Linked DNA regions of Mus musculus: region 2 is linked to region 1. A link is a contact called in public promoter capture Hi-C data. All regions are on one chromosome and are shown on one strand. The core of a region is the stretch at or near the end of the contact, and the rest is flanking DNA. Distances in the headings are between cores, read along the strand shown.

Evidence for each region. Promoter capture Hi-C pulls out the DNA fragments that hold promoters and counts their contacts.
Region 2: a promoter capture Hi-C map of pre-B cells shows a contact between it and region 1. The contact joins the enhancer-like site here to the promoter of H2az2 in region 1. A contact is called at or near these places in 5 of 39 promoter capture datasets (the 3T3-L1 cell line, the C10 cell line and pre-B cells), 5 of 484 Hi-C or Micro-C datasets (the CH12 cell line, bone marrow-derived macrophages, induced germline stem cells and 2 more), 5 of 115 datasets of contacts at active chromatin or transcription factors (the SCID.adh cell line, bone marrow-derived macrophages, craniofacial prominence and 2 more) and 3 of 9 other capture datasets (adipose tissue, liver and pancreatic islet).

Annotation. Positions count from the first base shown.
Region 1 is chr11:6,438,736-6,445,998 of GRCm38.p6, forward strand. H2az2 (H2A.Z histone variant 2) reads right to left here and starts at 5,708. Exons shown (of 5, transcript NM_029938.1): 1 at 5,602-5,708; 2 at 641-718. The coding sequence starts at 5,604. It also overlaps the pseudogene Gm11970.
Region 2 is chr11:6,578,329-6,585,316 of GRCm38.p6, forward strand. It overlaps Ccm2 (cerebral cavernous malformation 2), which reads left to right. Exons shown (of 10, transcript NM_146014.3): 3 at 6,192-6,275; 4 at 6,706-6,889. Among named protein-coding and RNA genes, the nearest start is that of Nacad, 24 kb to the right of the region's middle. Within about 2 kb of position 3,418, at least 25 of the 459 cell types and tissues checked have an H3K27ac peak or open chromatin away from gene starts, as enhancers often do. A contact at or near this core is called in the CH12 cell line and pre-B cells, where this site is marked.

The DNA.
Region 1 (7,263 bases), core at 4,458-6,957:
TGAAGATTATAGTTATAGTCTTGAAAGCACAGGTATTTTTTAAAAGAGATTTAAAGTGTATGTGCCTCTGTGTGTGTGTGTGTGAGATTTGTCAAATTCATCTGGAGCAAGTATTACAAGTGATTGTGACCCTTTCCATATGGGTGCTGGGAACTGAACTCAGGTGTTCTAAAAGCAGTACACATTTTTTTAAACTTTTTTTTTTTTTTTTGAGGGGGGTGGGGAAGGGTGTCAAGACAGGGTTTTTCTGTGTAGCCCTGGCTGCCTGGAACTTGTTTTGTGGACCAAGGCTGGCCTTGAATTTACAGGGATCCACCTGCCTCTGCTTCCCGAGTGGTGCACCACCCCCACCAGGGTACAAGAGCATGTTCTTAACTGCTAATTCACCATTCCAGGCCCAAGAAGAGATACTAATAGGGAGAAAAAAAAAATCACCAAATTTATTAAGACACCATGTTCACTTATAAAATAAAATTAATGGCTTTATGATTTTACTTTATGATTTAAGTCAACCAGTTAATCTCAAACTCAAGGTCTGTCACAGTAAAGGGCATTTCTGTAATTAACGAACTGTCTCTGGGTCATAAATTACAAAGGTAAAGAACATGAAGAACAGTGACAGGGTGGGGTCCTGCCTTACCTGGAGCCCAGCTCGCTGGGAACGAGACACCGCCTTAGCCTTGGCCTTCCCACTGTCTTTTCCAGCTTTGCCTCCAGCCTGGAGTAAAACAATCGGGAGTTGAAAATGTTACCTCAAAAGACTGTCAGGAAACAAATTCTAGCTTTACTTTGGGTAAAAATATCTAGTAAAAAATTAAAAACGTAAGATATCTAGGTCCTCTCCTGACTCACTGTAAATCTATATATTTTCTTTTACTAGCATATTAAAAATCAAACATTAAACACTTATTCAAAATTTAAGTATCTATAAATTTAGACATATCTTGCAAATTACTGACACGTCATGTAAGCTGGTTTTTTGAGACAGGGTTTCTCTGTGTAGCCCTGGCTGTCTTGGAACTCACTCTGTAGACCAGGTTGACCTTGAACTCACAGAGATTTGCCCACCTCTGCCTCCTGAGTGCTGGAATTAAAGGTGAGTGCCGGGGAGTGGGGGTGGGTGGCTATGGGGGACTTTTGGTATAGCATTGGAAATGTAAATGAGCTAAATACCTAATAAAAAATGGAAAAGAAAAAAAAAAGAAAAAAAAAAGGTGAGTGCCATCATGACATTTAACTTTTTTTTTCCCATTTTTATTAGGTATTTAGCTCATTTACATTTCCAATGCTATACCAAAAGTCCCCCATACCCACCCCCGACATTTAACTTTTTTAAAAGTCAGCATAACATTTCCACAGAAATTTGAGAATTTGGCTCTCCTGAGAGGAAAAACAAGCACATTATCAAAAAGTTAGGTTAACCAAAACCAAGAATGAATAAAAGTGAAGGACGTGCCTTAGAACCCAGCAATCCCACTTCTAGTTAATATACCCAAACAAGCCAAGACTCTGATGGCGCTTGTACAGCTGTGCTCACAACTGCATTATTTACAACAGCCAAAGAAATCAATAAGTGTAATGGGCCGAATTGAAGCCTTGGTTCCTAAATGGTGGAGAGACTCTTTAGGTGGTAAGACAGAAATGAAAGATATTGATGTTAATCACTGGGGTATGTCCTTATAGAGCATATTATCTATTGGTGGCTTTCTGGTCAACCACGAAGTAAACACATTCTTGCTACCATAATGCTTTGCCCAAGAATATGGGACCAAGTGAGCACAGATGGGATGATCTGAAACTATGGGCCAAAGCCATTCCTTTTTCTTAACCTTTCTGTCAAGTACTTGGTCATGGTGATGAGAAAAGTAAGTAATAAAGAAATCTGGTAGCCGGGCGTGGTTGCGCACGCCTTTAATCCCAGCACTTGGAAGGCAGAGGCAGGCGGATTTCTGAGTTTAAGGCCAGCCTGGTCTACAAAGTGAGTACCAGGATAGCCAGGGCTACACAGAGAAACCCTGTCTTGAAAACCAAAAAAAAAAAAAAAAAAAAAAAAGAAAGAAAAAAAAAGAAAAAGAAATCTGGTACAGGGAGTGGGGTGTTGCCATGACCAATTTTTGATCTGTGGCTCTTAGGCTTGCAGAACTGATTGACAGGAGGAAAGGGAAAGAGTTTGGAGATGTAGGTTATAGAAGCCCTAGGATGTTATAAGCAGAACTCAACCAACAATTTTGGTAGGGGCTCAGAAGAATAGAGAACATTTAGAAATACACAACAAAGATGATACAGGAATTCAGATGGGAACAAAAATTCTATTGGGAAACAAAATAAGGTGTTACATACCATAAACATACTCAATGTTTCATTCATTTTATAACTGTTTGTATTTTGTATTTGTTCAGGACTTTGTGGGAAGCTGAAATTAAATGTGTCACATGTGTGAATTTAGGGAGGGAATTTCAGGACTGCACAGCTCCGGACTTTGGTATTGATGTTGCTAGTTGCTACGAACAAAGATCAGGAACAAAAAGCTCAACATTTTTTAAATAAAAAAATTTTTTTAAATACTAATGTTATCCTTTTATGTGTGTGTTACGCTTGCATGTCTGTCTGTGTATGGCTGGTATCCATGGATGTCAGAAGACGGCAGTGGATTCTTCAGGACTGGCTGTGAGCTGCCATGTGAGTGCTGTGAATTAAACCTGGATCCTGTGAATGGCAGTGCTCTTAACTACTGACCTACATGTCCAGTTCAGCAGGATTATAAAAACCACTGTTGGCTACAAAAGAAATGAGTTAAGGAGATTTAAAAAAAAAAAAAAAAAGAAATGAGTTAAATTGTCAGCAAGGAAAATGTGCCTGTTTAGGAGACATTAAAGATATGCCAGAGCCCAAGTGGGTGGCAGCCTGTGTTCCTATCATTCTAGAGTCTAAGACAAGACTTTTGTGAGTAAGAGGACAGCCTGAGTTATACAGGCCAGCCTGTATAACTCAGTTAAGTTAGGCCCCTGTGATGGGGGTGGGGGTGGGAATGGAGGTCTGAGAGATCACAACATGTTAAAGGCCTACTTCCAATATACAGACTCTGGATACCTTTTTAAAAATACACCAACAAAAGCAAACCTTACAAAAACAAACAATAAATTGCTACTTAATGTAACATCTCAAACCATACATAATTCTTTTAACTTTACATGTAAAATAGTTGATGACTTAGAAATAGAAACAGAAAATGGAGATGGCTCATCCTGTAGAAGTGATTGGCACTAACCTGACCATCTCAGCTGGATCTCTGAGACTCATGTGTGGATGAGAACAGACTTTGGCAAGTTGTCCTCTAACTCCCATAAGCCCACCCATGTATATACATAATAAATACATACTTTAAAAAGTGAAACAATACAAAATTACTTATCCTAGTAATTCTGTTAGACTGGGCTAAGCTTCTCGGTTAAAAAAAAAATTTATACACGGGAAAAGGAGGGCACTGAACTATATTTTCACTCCTAAAAACCTGAAAAACTTCCTATTACTCTAATAGACACACTTTTACTTATCAATTTAAAACATCTTTTGTTTTGTTTTGGTTTTTCGAGACAGGATTTCTCTGTGTAGCCCTGGCTATCCTGGAACTCACTCTGTAGACCAGGCTGACCTCAAACTCAGAAATCCGCCTGCCTCTGCCTCCCAAGTGCTGGGATTAAAGTTAAAACATCTTTACCAAGGACAACCAATGCATGAAGGATTTTTCATTTTACGTTAATGCTTATGTACTTTTAAATGGATACTTGAAAACATATCACTAGAATTTATGAGAAAGAAAAAAAACCAAGGGCTATGAAAAATCAACTGTTTGAGCAAATTCATTTACAAAGAAATAACCTATGCTGCTTGTCAGAGCACTTCCTCATGATCACCACAGAACAACTAACTACAAATGACACAAGTTTTCTAGTTCAAAGTCTGAGAATTTTACAGTCTAAACTTGGAGACTTTCCATTAGCCAATCTATTTATAGTTGATCTATTAAATGCCTCAGATGTCATGGTCAACAATGAGACAAACTATTATTATCTACAGTATGAGAAATGATAGCCTGGGGTTGATTTTTAACTTTTAAGCAAGAAGCACCTGTTGAAAGTACCTGTCAAGCCGGGCGTGGTGGCGCACACCTTTAATCCTGGGAGGCAGAGGCAGGCAGATTTCTGAGTTCGAGGCCAGCCTGGTCTACAAAGTGAGTTCCAGGACAGCCAGGGCTATATACAGAGAAACCCTGTCTCGAAAAACCAAAAACCGAAAAAAAAAAAAAAAGAAAGAAAGAAAAAGAAAAAAAAAAAAAACCCAAAAATAAAGTACCTATCATGTGAAAATGTAGATGAAACACAAAGTAATAAAACTGATGTTACAATGGATTTAGTAATAGATTTGCTCAGGAAACATTGGCCCAAGTGAAATTTAGCTAAAGGTGGACCGCCTCTCAAACCCCTCGAAGATAAGCAGTATGCTAAGCAGGCCTGCAAATTAAAAACATGGAACTTAGGATGTTAGGAGACAACTGTTCACCAGGATGGGCCACCCAATCAGACTCATTCCCGTGACAAAGGAGACAGAACTGATCTATGACCAGCAGTTAGGCCCAGATAAAGATAAACCAGCTTGTAATTCTGCAAGGTAGGTATGATGACCCTCGGTAATAACTTTGAAAAAGAACAGTGGCATACTTAAAAATACTCCTAGCCATATGTAGTAATATGTATAAATCTATCCACTTCAGCGGTCAGACTTGCAATCTCCTGTCTCTGCTTAAATTGTTCAAAGTGTAACCTGGGACCTCAAAAGAGATGTCAGGATAACAGAGTCTGTGGAATGCACACATCTAAAATGTACATAAATTAGTAAGCTCTTCAGTTGGAGGCAGGCTCTTGCTTGAGTCTTAGCCCAGCCAGACAAGCGTCAAAGAAAAGATAAAGAGCTTTTCCTTAACTAATCTCTAAGTGCATGCAGAGAGTCCTTCTTGGGAAGGCTTACTATTTCTATAACAGCGAAAGCATATTTCAAGCAGGATACCGACAGAAATATAATTCCAAAAAGAGAGCGTCACTCCCCTTAATCTTGGTGAAACACATAGGTCTCGATTGGTTTTAGGACTTTCCCCTCAATTTCAGAATGGGGCTAAAGTTTTACTCACTTTCTTTCTTTAGAAGTCACTTTCAACTAGATCTAAACTACAGAATGAAAAGATACTTTAAGATGAAGCCAAGTAAATAAACTTCTATTCCAAAGAATAACCGGCAAGCCGCTGACGAGGCGAGCGGTTCTGGTGGGCAGGATCAGAACTCCTCCGATCCTCAGCGGGGGGCATTACGTAACCCTGAGCCGAAGCCTCAGAACTCGCAGGGCTACAGCCGGACCTCCTCTGTGCGGCGCAGCACCCGCCCCCCTGCTTCTGCCTCCCGCGTCCGGCGCGCCCCCCCAACCCCCGGCGGAGTCCGGAACAGCGGGCACTCCGGCTCCGAAGCGCGACACCGCCCACTCCCGATCCCCCAGGTGGAGCAGCCGTCCGGGGCTTCTGCGCGCCCACTCCACGCGCGACCCCGCACTCACCATGGTCTCGGCCGCGCGACGCCCACTGCAGCCCCGCGCCGCCGCCGCCGCCGCTCTCGCAGTCGGACCGCCGCAGCCAGAGCGGGACAATGCCCGGGGCCCGCCTCGCGCCGCCTCCACCAATAGCCGCTCACGTTGTTCGTTTGAACCTCGGCGGCCGGCCAATTGTACGCTTCCTTCTAGCCATAACTCCGCCCTCCCGGTGCCGCCTCCCTAACCGCTGTTTGTTTTTTGCACACGGCCCTTGGAGGTGGGCCCTCCGACCAAACATTGACACTCTCTCCGCCGCTCTCCTTGCGCGGACTTCTGATGAACAGAAGAATGAACCAATGAGAGAGGAGGAAAGCCAATGAAAACATTGTCGGCCGCACGGGGGCGGGAGGCTGGGAACAACAGCTCGGTGAACCAATAGACTGGAGCGATTCGGCACAGCTGTGCCTTTCCCGCCCATTTCAGAGCCCGCCAGGACTTCTTTGCTTTGTTTTTCTTCAATTGCAACAAGTTTAAGGGGAACGTTTAGGTAGCACAGGGTCAAATGTCTAAAGTAGAGTTACCTTTGTGCAAAAGCTATTGTGAAAATTTAGGAATAAGTGTATATCGTAGTCCGCACCTAGTTAAATTCTCTAGCTATCGCCAACCCATTCACACAACTTTAAAAGGTTTTATTATTTTTGTGATCATCAATGAGCCCGGGAGATTTGGGAGAGCCACATCCATTTCTCAGCTAGAGAAACGCACTTAGGTGAATGTAGTCATTTGCATACAGCCTTCATCAGAAGTCTTAGACTTTGTTCTGGTTCCAGCTTCAAAGCTTAATTTTTTTCCCATTAGGAAGCACAGACCAGTTGTAGGAGTTAGTTGTGAGCAAAATAGTTTTCTACGGTTTTTGTTGTTGTTTGTTTGTTGTTGTATTGAGACTTCGTTCTTGTGGTAGGATTTTTCCAAGCCATTGTTTTAGAAATTTATCTCCAGCTAGACAATACCTGTCTCAAAATTTGAATTGTTTCTTTTGACAGGGACTATAGCTCTGAGATCAACCTCCATCAGAAGAAGCAACTTGGAGCAGGTCTTTATGAAAAAATAATTTTAATGCTAAACGAGGAAGGGATGAACTTCTAAATGAATTATTCATTTAAATATATGGACAAGTACTTGAGGGGAGTGGGTGGGGTGGGGTGGGGTGACGTCTTTGATCCGAGCACTCAGGAGGCAGAGGCAGGTGGATTTTTGCGTTCCAGGCCAGCCTGGTCTACAAAGCAAGTTCCAAGACAGCCAGGACTACACAAAGAAACCCTTTCTCAAAAACAAACAAACATGGGGCTGGAGCGGTGGTTCAGTGGTTCACTGACTGCTTGTCCAGAGGTCCTGAGTTCAATTCTCAACAACATGGTGGCTCACAACCATCTGTAATTGGGTCTGTTGCCCTCTTCTGGTGTGTCTGGAGTATAGCAAGTGTATACACACACACACATAATCTTTTAAAAAAAGATATGAAGATATGGACAACTGTGAGTGGAATGAATGGAATAATGTGTTCAGATAACAGAACCCTGTGTTCAAGTTTGGAATCAGTTCCCCAGGCAATACTGTAATCAAATGATAATGGTCTTACCAGTGTACCAACCATTATACTTCTAAGTATTGAATTCCCTACATTTTCTG
Region 2 (6,988 bases), core at 2,168-4,667, 140 kb after region 1:
TTTTCACTTTGTTTTGTGACCCACTTAGTTTAACCAGGGCCCTGGGCATGACCATTGGTTTGGGGTCATCTGTTGAAAAGTGGTGGGCTCAGCAGTGGGTACACAGGATCTGTCCGTGGCCAGTAATTCAGCAGTAATGGAGTAGGGTTGGTCCCAGGAGCCCCTCCTCTCCCCATGACTGACAGTTGATGGATCCTTCTTGTACAGGGCCAGTGCAAGTATCTGAAGCCACTGTGAGTCCATGATTACAGTGAAGACAGAGTTTAGAGGATGGTACTTCACTGTCTTCTAGCTCTTAGCCCCCAACGCCCCACGCTCACCCGTCATCAACAATGTCCCCAGCCTTAGATGGGGTGGTGTAAATGTCTTTTTTTTTTTTAGGGATGAACACTCAACAGTCACTTTATTCTCGGCATTTTGTCACTGAAAAGGTTTTTTTCAAGCAAATTTTTAGTTTTCTCTCTTATTGTAGAGATACACAGGCATAGAACAGAGGGCATCTGAGGTACTCTCAAATCCAGCTCATAGGACAGGTGAGATGGCTCAGTGCATAAAGATAATTAAATTATCACAATCCTGATGGCTAGAACTTAATTCTTAGAACCCAGATGGCTGAAAGAACCAACTCTTCCAGGTTATCCTCTGACTCCTATGAGTGCCTTAGTATCATATGACTCCCTTATCACAAGCCTGAACAATGAATGTAGATATGGTATTATTTTGTGATTCTTTGTTTTGGTTTGAGTCAGGGTCTCACTATGTAGTCCTGACTGGCCTGGAACTTACAGAGATCTGCCTTCTTCTGCTTCCCAAGTTCTGAGATTAAAGACATGTGCCACCATGCCTGGTAGATAGGTATTATTACTATAACTGATTTTGTGTGTGCTCATGTATGTGTCCATGTGAATGTGGGTGCATGTGTGTGGAAGTCAGATGGCAATCTCAGATCTTGGTCGTAGCCTTTAGTCCTAAGTCAGGGTCTCTTTTGTTTTGCTGTGTACCCCAGACTCTGAGTTCTGGAAATTCATCTTTCTCACCTCCCATCTTGCTGTCGAAGCCCTTGAAGTTATTATGCCCAAGTTGATGTAGCTTCTAGAGATTTTAACTCAGGGTCTCACATTTCCATGAAAAATGTTTTTGCCTACTGAACCATCTTTCCAGCCTCTTAGACTAAACTGGCCTTGAACTCCTGACCCTGCTTTTATATCCCGAGTGCTTTAATTACTGGAATGCTCCTCCGAGCCCTGCTTGAAACACCCTCCACCCTCATTCCTTTCTTAGATATTCAGTAGAATTCACTATTGAGCTGTCTGGATCTGGGATTATGTTTAGAAAGGCTTTTAGTTTCTGAGTCTATTTCTTTTTCTTTTCTTTTTTTAAAAATATTTATTTAAGCCGGACGTGGTGGCGCACGCCTTTAATCCCAGCACTAGGGAAGCAGAGGCAGGTGGATCTCTGAGTTTGAGGCCAGCCTGGTCTACAAAGTGAGTTCCAGGACAGCCAGGGCTACACAGAGAAACCCTGTCTTGAAAAAAACCAAAAAAAAAAAAAAAAAAAAAATTTATTTTATATACATGAGTAACACTGTTGCTGTCCTCAGACTGAAGAGGGCATCAGATCCCATTACAGATGGTTGTGAGCCACCATGTGGTTGCTGGGAATTGAACTCAGGACCTCTGGTAGAGCAGTCAGTGCTCTTATCCGCTGAGCCATCTCTCCAGCCTGAGTCTATTTCTTTAGTAGACTATTGGGCCATTCAGATTGTGTGTTTCTCCTGTGAGTTCTTCCTTCTTTGGTCCATTGTGTCCACAAGCAGACATTGTATGGTGACCTCTTGCAAAGGTAAGGTGTGTTTATGGCCCAGAACATGTAGGCCACTGTAAATGGGTGCACTGAAGACTGTCTGCTTGCTGTTGCTGGATGGTGCTGATGGGAGCTGGCACACAGCCAGTTGAGTGGCCGTGCTGCCGCTTCTGTCCTGATTGGCTGGGGGCTGGGGGGGGGGGCAGTGGTCAGGACATGAGTGTGTGTACATGTGGAGAGGCCAGAGGTCAGCAGCAGATGACTCCCTCTGTTGCTGTCCATGTTAATTTTTGAGGCAGTGTCCCTTGCTGAACCTGTAGCTTGCTGATTTGGCTAGACTGGCTGGCAAGCCTTGGGCATCCTCCTGTCTCCACCTCCCCAGTGGGATTACTGGAGTGTTCTCCCTCCTGTGAGTGCTGGGTCCTCAAGCTTGCGCAGTAAGCGCTTTGTTTACTACAGAGCTCCTCCAGCTGGCCTCTGAGCTTTTGTTTAGTAGACACAGCACATTGTGGATGACTGTGTTCTTATTGAAGAATTGACTCCTGGCTGGCATGAGAGCACACACCTTCAATCTCAGAAGTCAGAGGTGGGCATATTTCTGTGAGTTCAGAGCTACATAGTGAGACCCTGTTTATAAAATGAAACAATGAAAAGAAGAGACTTCTTCATCAGCCTGTCTGCCTCTTTTATCTCTAATTTCCCCCCTGTGGTGCTGAGATTGAGCCCATGGCTTCATGAACACCAAACAAGTGCTCTACTATTAAACCCTCTCGTCCCTCTACTTTTTCTTTCTCTTTTTTGGGGGGAGTGGGGGTAGGGTCTCCCCATATGTAGTCATGACTGTCCAATGTTGGGATCAAAAGTGCATGCGCACAGCCTGACTCCCTCCACTTCTTAGTAAAGTCTTATATTTTTAAAAAAAGATTTATTACTATATCTAAGTATACTGTAGCTGTCTTCAGACACACCAGAAGAGGGCATCAGATCTTATTATGGATGGTGGGCCACCGTGTGGTTGCTGGGATTTGAACTCAGGACCTTCAGAACAGCAGTCAGTGCTCTTAATTGCTGAGCCATCTCTCCAGCCCCTAAAGTCTTATTTTATCTTTGTTGTTTAAACTACATTGGTTTTCTTTCACTGAACATTATTTCAAGAGAACTTTTTCTGTTTTCTCTTAGTCTGTATGCATCTTCATAAGCAAAATGGTTTTCTTTAGAGAGCATAGCTAGATCTTGCTTTATTTTAAAATCCAATCTAGGCTGGGTAGTTCTTGCCTCAGTAGTGGGGAAACAGAGACAGGAGAAACTGTGTTGGAGGACAGCCTGTTCCAGGATAGCCAGGGTAACATAGAGAGACCCTGTCTCAAAGCCATCAACAGTAACAATGTAAAATAAGTAACATCCAGTCGACAGTATTTGCCCTTTTTTCCTTGTGTGTGGCGTGTATAATATGCCTATAGTTTCACAGAGACCAGGAAAAGAGCATCAGGTATCCTGCTTTGACACTTTCTACTATATTCCCTTGAGACAGGGTTTCTTACTGAACTAGGCTGGCAGCCAGCAAGTCTGGTGATCCTCCTGTCTCAACCACCCACAGCACTAGGGTTACAGGCACCCATGGGACCATGCCCAGCTGTTTATATTGCCTCTGGGGATTTGAACCAAGGCCCTTGTGTTTGCACAGCAAGTGTTTTTGCTGCTAACCTATCTCCCCCTCCTTGTGAGTATGTGTGCCTTTTACTAGGATTGAAACTAGGGCCTCACGTGCTATATTCCCAGTATCCAATCTCCCTATGAATTATGTAGACCACTCATGTTACAGTTAATAGTGGTGGAGCTAGGTTAACACTTAGTACATGGTGGAGCTAGGCTAACACTTAGTACATGGTGGAGCTAGGTTAACACTTAGTACATGGTGGAGCTAGGCTAACACTTAGTACATTTAGCCTTTTTCCTTCCCTTGGTTTGTGTTTCCTTTTTTCTCCTTCACTTTCTGCTTTCTCTGGTTTTATTTGAGCATTTTGTACAGTCATGTTTTTCTTTTCTCTGACCATATCATACACATGCATACATTCGTGTAAGTTTAATTCAAATTATACTAATTTAGTTTAATGCCTTGGGATTTGCAGAAAGCATTTACAACTAACCTTGTTCCACTTTCAGACAGAATAGTCCTGTTTCATACGTAGCTATGGCTGTTTTACTACTGAAGACACCTTGAGTAACCCTTACCAGGAAAACACCAAAAGAGGTTCAGATATTGACGTTTTTCTGGCATTGGAATGTTTGTATGTTTTATGTGGAGCATCCTTGGAGATCTGAAACCCTCCACAGTTTGGGACTTCTGAGCCTTGTCTTAGTTCAGGCTTTATTGTTGTAAAGAGACACCATGACCACGGCAACTCTTTTTTTTTGGGGGGGGGGGGGGGTTTGAGACAGGGTTTCTCTGTGTAGCCCTGGCTGTCTGGTTGTCCTGGAACTTACTCTGTAGACCAGGCTGGCCTTGAACTCAGAAATTCGCCTGTCTCTGCCTCCCAAGTGCTGGGATTAAAGGCCTGCGCCACCACTGCCTGGCTGCTGTTTTTATTTTCAATCAGCTGCTTTTAGAGCAATTAAAATAAGAAAATAAAAGATTTGATTTTACCTTTATTTACATATTATTTCTTCATGTAGATCACAGATTGATCAAGTTATTTCCTATATTTATTTATTTTTATTTTGTGTATATATGAGTGCCTGTATATATATGTGTGTGTGCACCACATGTGTGTCTGGTGCCTGGAGAAGCCAGAAGGTAGCATCGGATTCCCTTGAAATGGAGTTACAGATGGTAGGGAGCTGCCATGTGGATGCTGGGAGTTTAAGACCAGCCTGGATTGTATAGTGAGTTCCAGGCCAGCCAGAACATATCAAGATATTGTCAAGAAAAAATAGAAGGGGAAGGAGAGACCTTTAGTAGTTGCTGCTTTTCCAGATGATCTGGGTACGATTGCCAGCACCCACGTGGTAGCTCACAACCATCTATAACTTTAGTCTCAGAAAAGTCAATGCCCTTTTATGGTCCCTGACTGAGGGTTTTACAGACACCATGACCATGGCAAGTCTTATAAGGGACAACATTTGATTGGGGCTGGCTTACAGTTTCAGATGTTCAGTTATTACCATCAAGGTGGGAGCATGGCAGCATCCAGGCAGATACGATGCAGGAGGAGCTGAGAGTTCTACATCATCTGAAGGCTGGTAGCAGAATACTGGCTTCCAGGCAGCTAGGATGAGGGTCTTAAAACTCACATCCACAGTGACACACCTACTCTAACAGGACCACACCTTCTAATAGTGCCACTTCCTGGGCTGAGCATAGACAAACCATAACAATCTGTAAGTGCAGCTGGAGGGAGAGGGGGACCTGTCTACAGCGTCTGCAGCTCAGCGGGTAGGAGCAGTGGCTCCTCTCTTAGACAGTCCTAGCTTTACCCTCACCATCCATATGGCGCCTCACATCTAGTGTGTAATTCTAGTTCTGGGGGTCCCCTGCCTCTAAGGGCCCCAGGCACAAGTGGTGCCCAGACACGCGTGCAAGCAAAACATCCACACACATAAAAATTAAAAAGATAAAAAAAGGGCCTGCTTCTGCTATTGTGTCATTAATTCATTTCTAAGGGCAGAGCCTTTGTGGCCTAATCCCCCAGCCCACCGTTCAGCACTTGTACTTAAGGGTTAAGTGTCAAACACGGATTTGGGGGTGCATTCAGGCCATGGCACTTTGCTTTTCCACTTGTGTACATTTGTTGACTGAACAACAAAAATTTTTTTAAAAAATTTTTAGTGGGGCTATACACAGCGCCCCAACAGGAAACATCTGCCATCTCGGCCCCTATTCTACCAAAACTAGTCTTGAGATATCATTGAAAGATTCTCGATGCCAGTTGTGAACACAGAGCAGTAGGAAATGTGGGAAGATTATCACAGCTGCTGAGACTTCAGTAAGCGCGCAGGGCTCGGGGCTGGAGAGATGGCTCAGTGCTTAAGAGTAGTGGTCCTCTTCCAGAGGTCCCTGGCAAACATGCAAGTTAAAATGCATGCCGTGCGCGCGAGGCGCACACACACACACACACACACAGAGCACATGATAGGTTAGTAGGTGGGTTGGTAGGTAGGTAAATAGACAGTTAATCAATGAATCAATCTGGCTACAGAGTGAGTTCCAAGACAGTCAGAGCTACAGAGGGAAACCCCATCTTGAAATTAAAAAAATAAAAACAACAACAACAAAAACCGGGGCTGTGCTGACAGTGCAGAAGACGGTGGTCCTGATGGCTGGGGGCACTCTGCAGCGACAGTAGTCCTGGCTGTTCTCACAGTAGTACTCTTTCCTCCCTCTCTTGCAGTATTTAGGTCAGTTAACATCCATTCCCGGCTACCTGAACCCTTCCAGTAGGACGGAAATCCTGCATTTCATAGACAAGGCAAAGGTAAAAGCCTGTCCCATCCCCCGCTCCCCCAATATGCTTTTCTACTTAGCCTGCATCAGCCCCTGGTCCCCTCACCTGTGACCTCAGCCTGAGAGGGACGGCTCAGCTCTGTCACTTTGTGGGTGTTCTTGGCTATACAAAGTCTTCAGACAAAGATGGTTTCTTAGTTGGGACCTTTAATCTCTAGACTTGGTTTTGGGCTCCTCCCCAAACTCAGTTTTAAGATATTCTAAATTTCCAGATACTGATCAAAAAAAGGTAGTTCCAGAAGAATCCCTCACATGATTCAAACATGTTGACATTCTCGGGGCGAGTGCTACTTTTTTCGCCTCTCCTTGGCTTTTAACCGAGGACTGTAGCCAGCACAGTGCTCCCAGAGGAGAGCTGGACACAGTGGTCCAGCGTTTCTGATGCTTGTGATTCTTTGCAGCGGTCCCACCAGCTTCCTGGGCACCTGACTCAGGAGCACGATGCTGTGCTCAGTCTGTCTGCCTACAATGTCAAGTTGGCCTGGAGGGACGGGGAGGACATTATCCTCAGGGTGCCCATCCATGATATCGCTGCTGTCTCCTATGTCCGAGATGATGCTGCACACCTGGTGGTCCTGAAGACAGGTATGGATTGGCTGGCTGGTCTGGAGGTCCACGTCCAAAGGAGAATCCCTGGTTTCCTGCCATTGTGATGGTTTCTGCAGCTCCAGGCTACGCACTGCC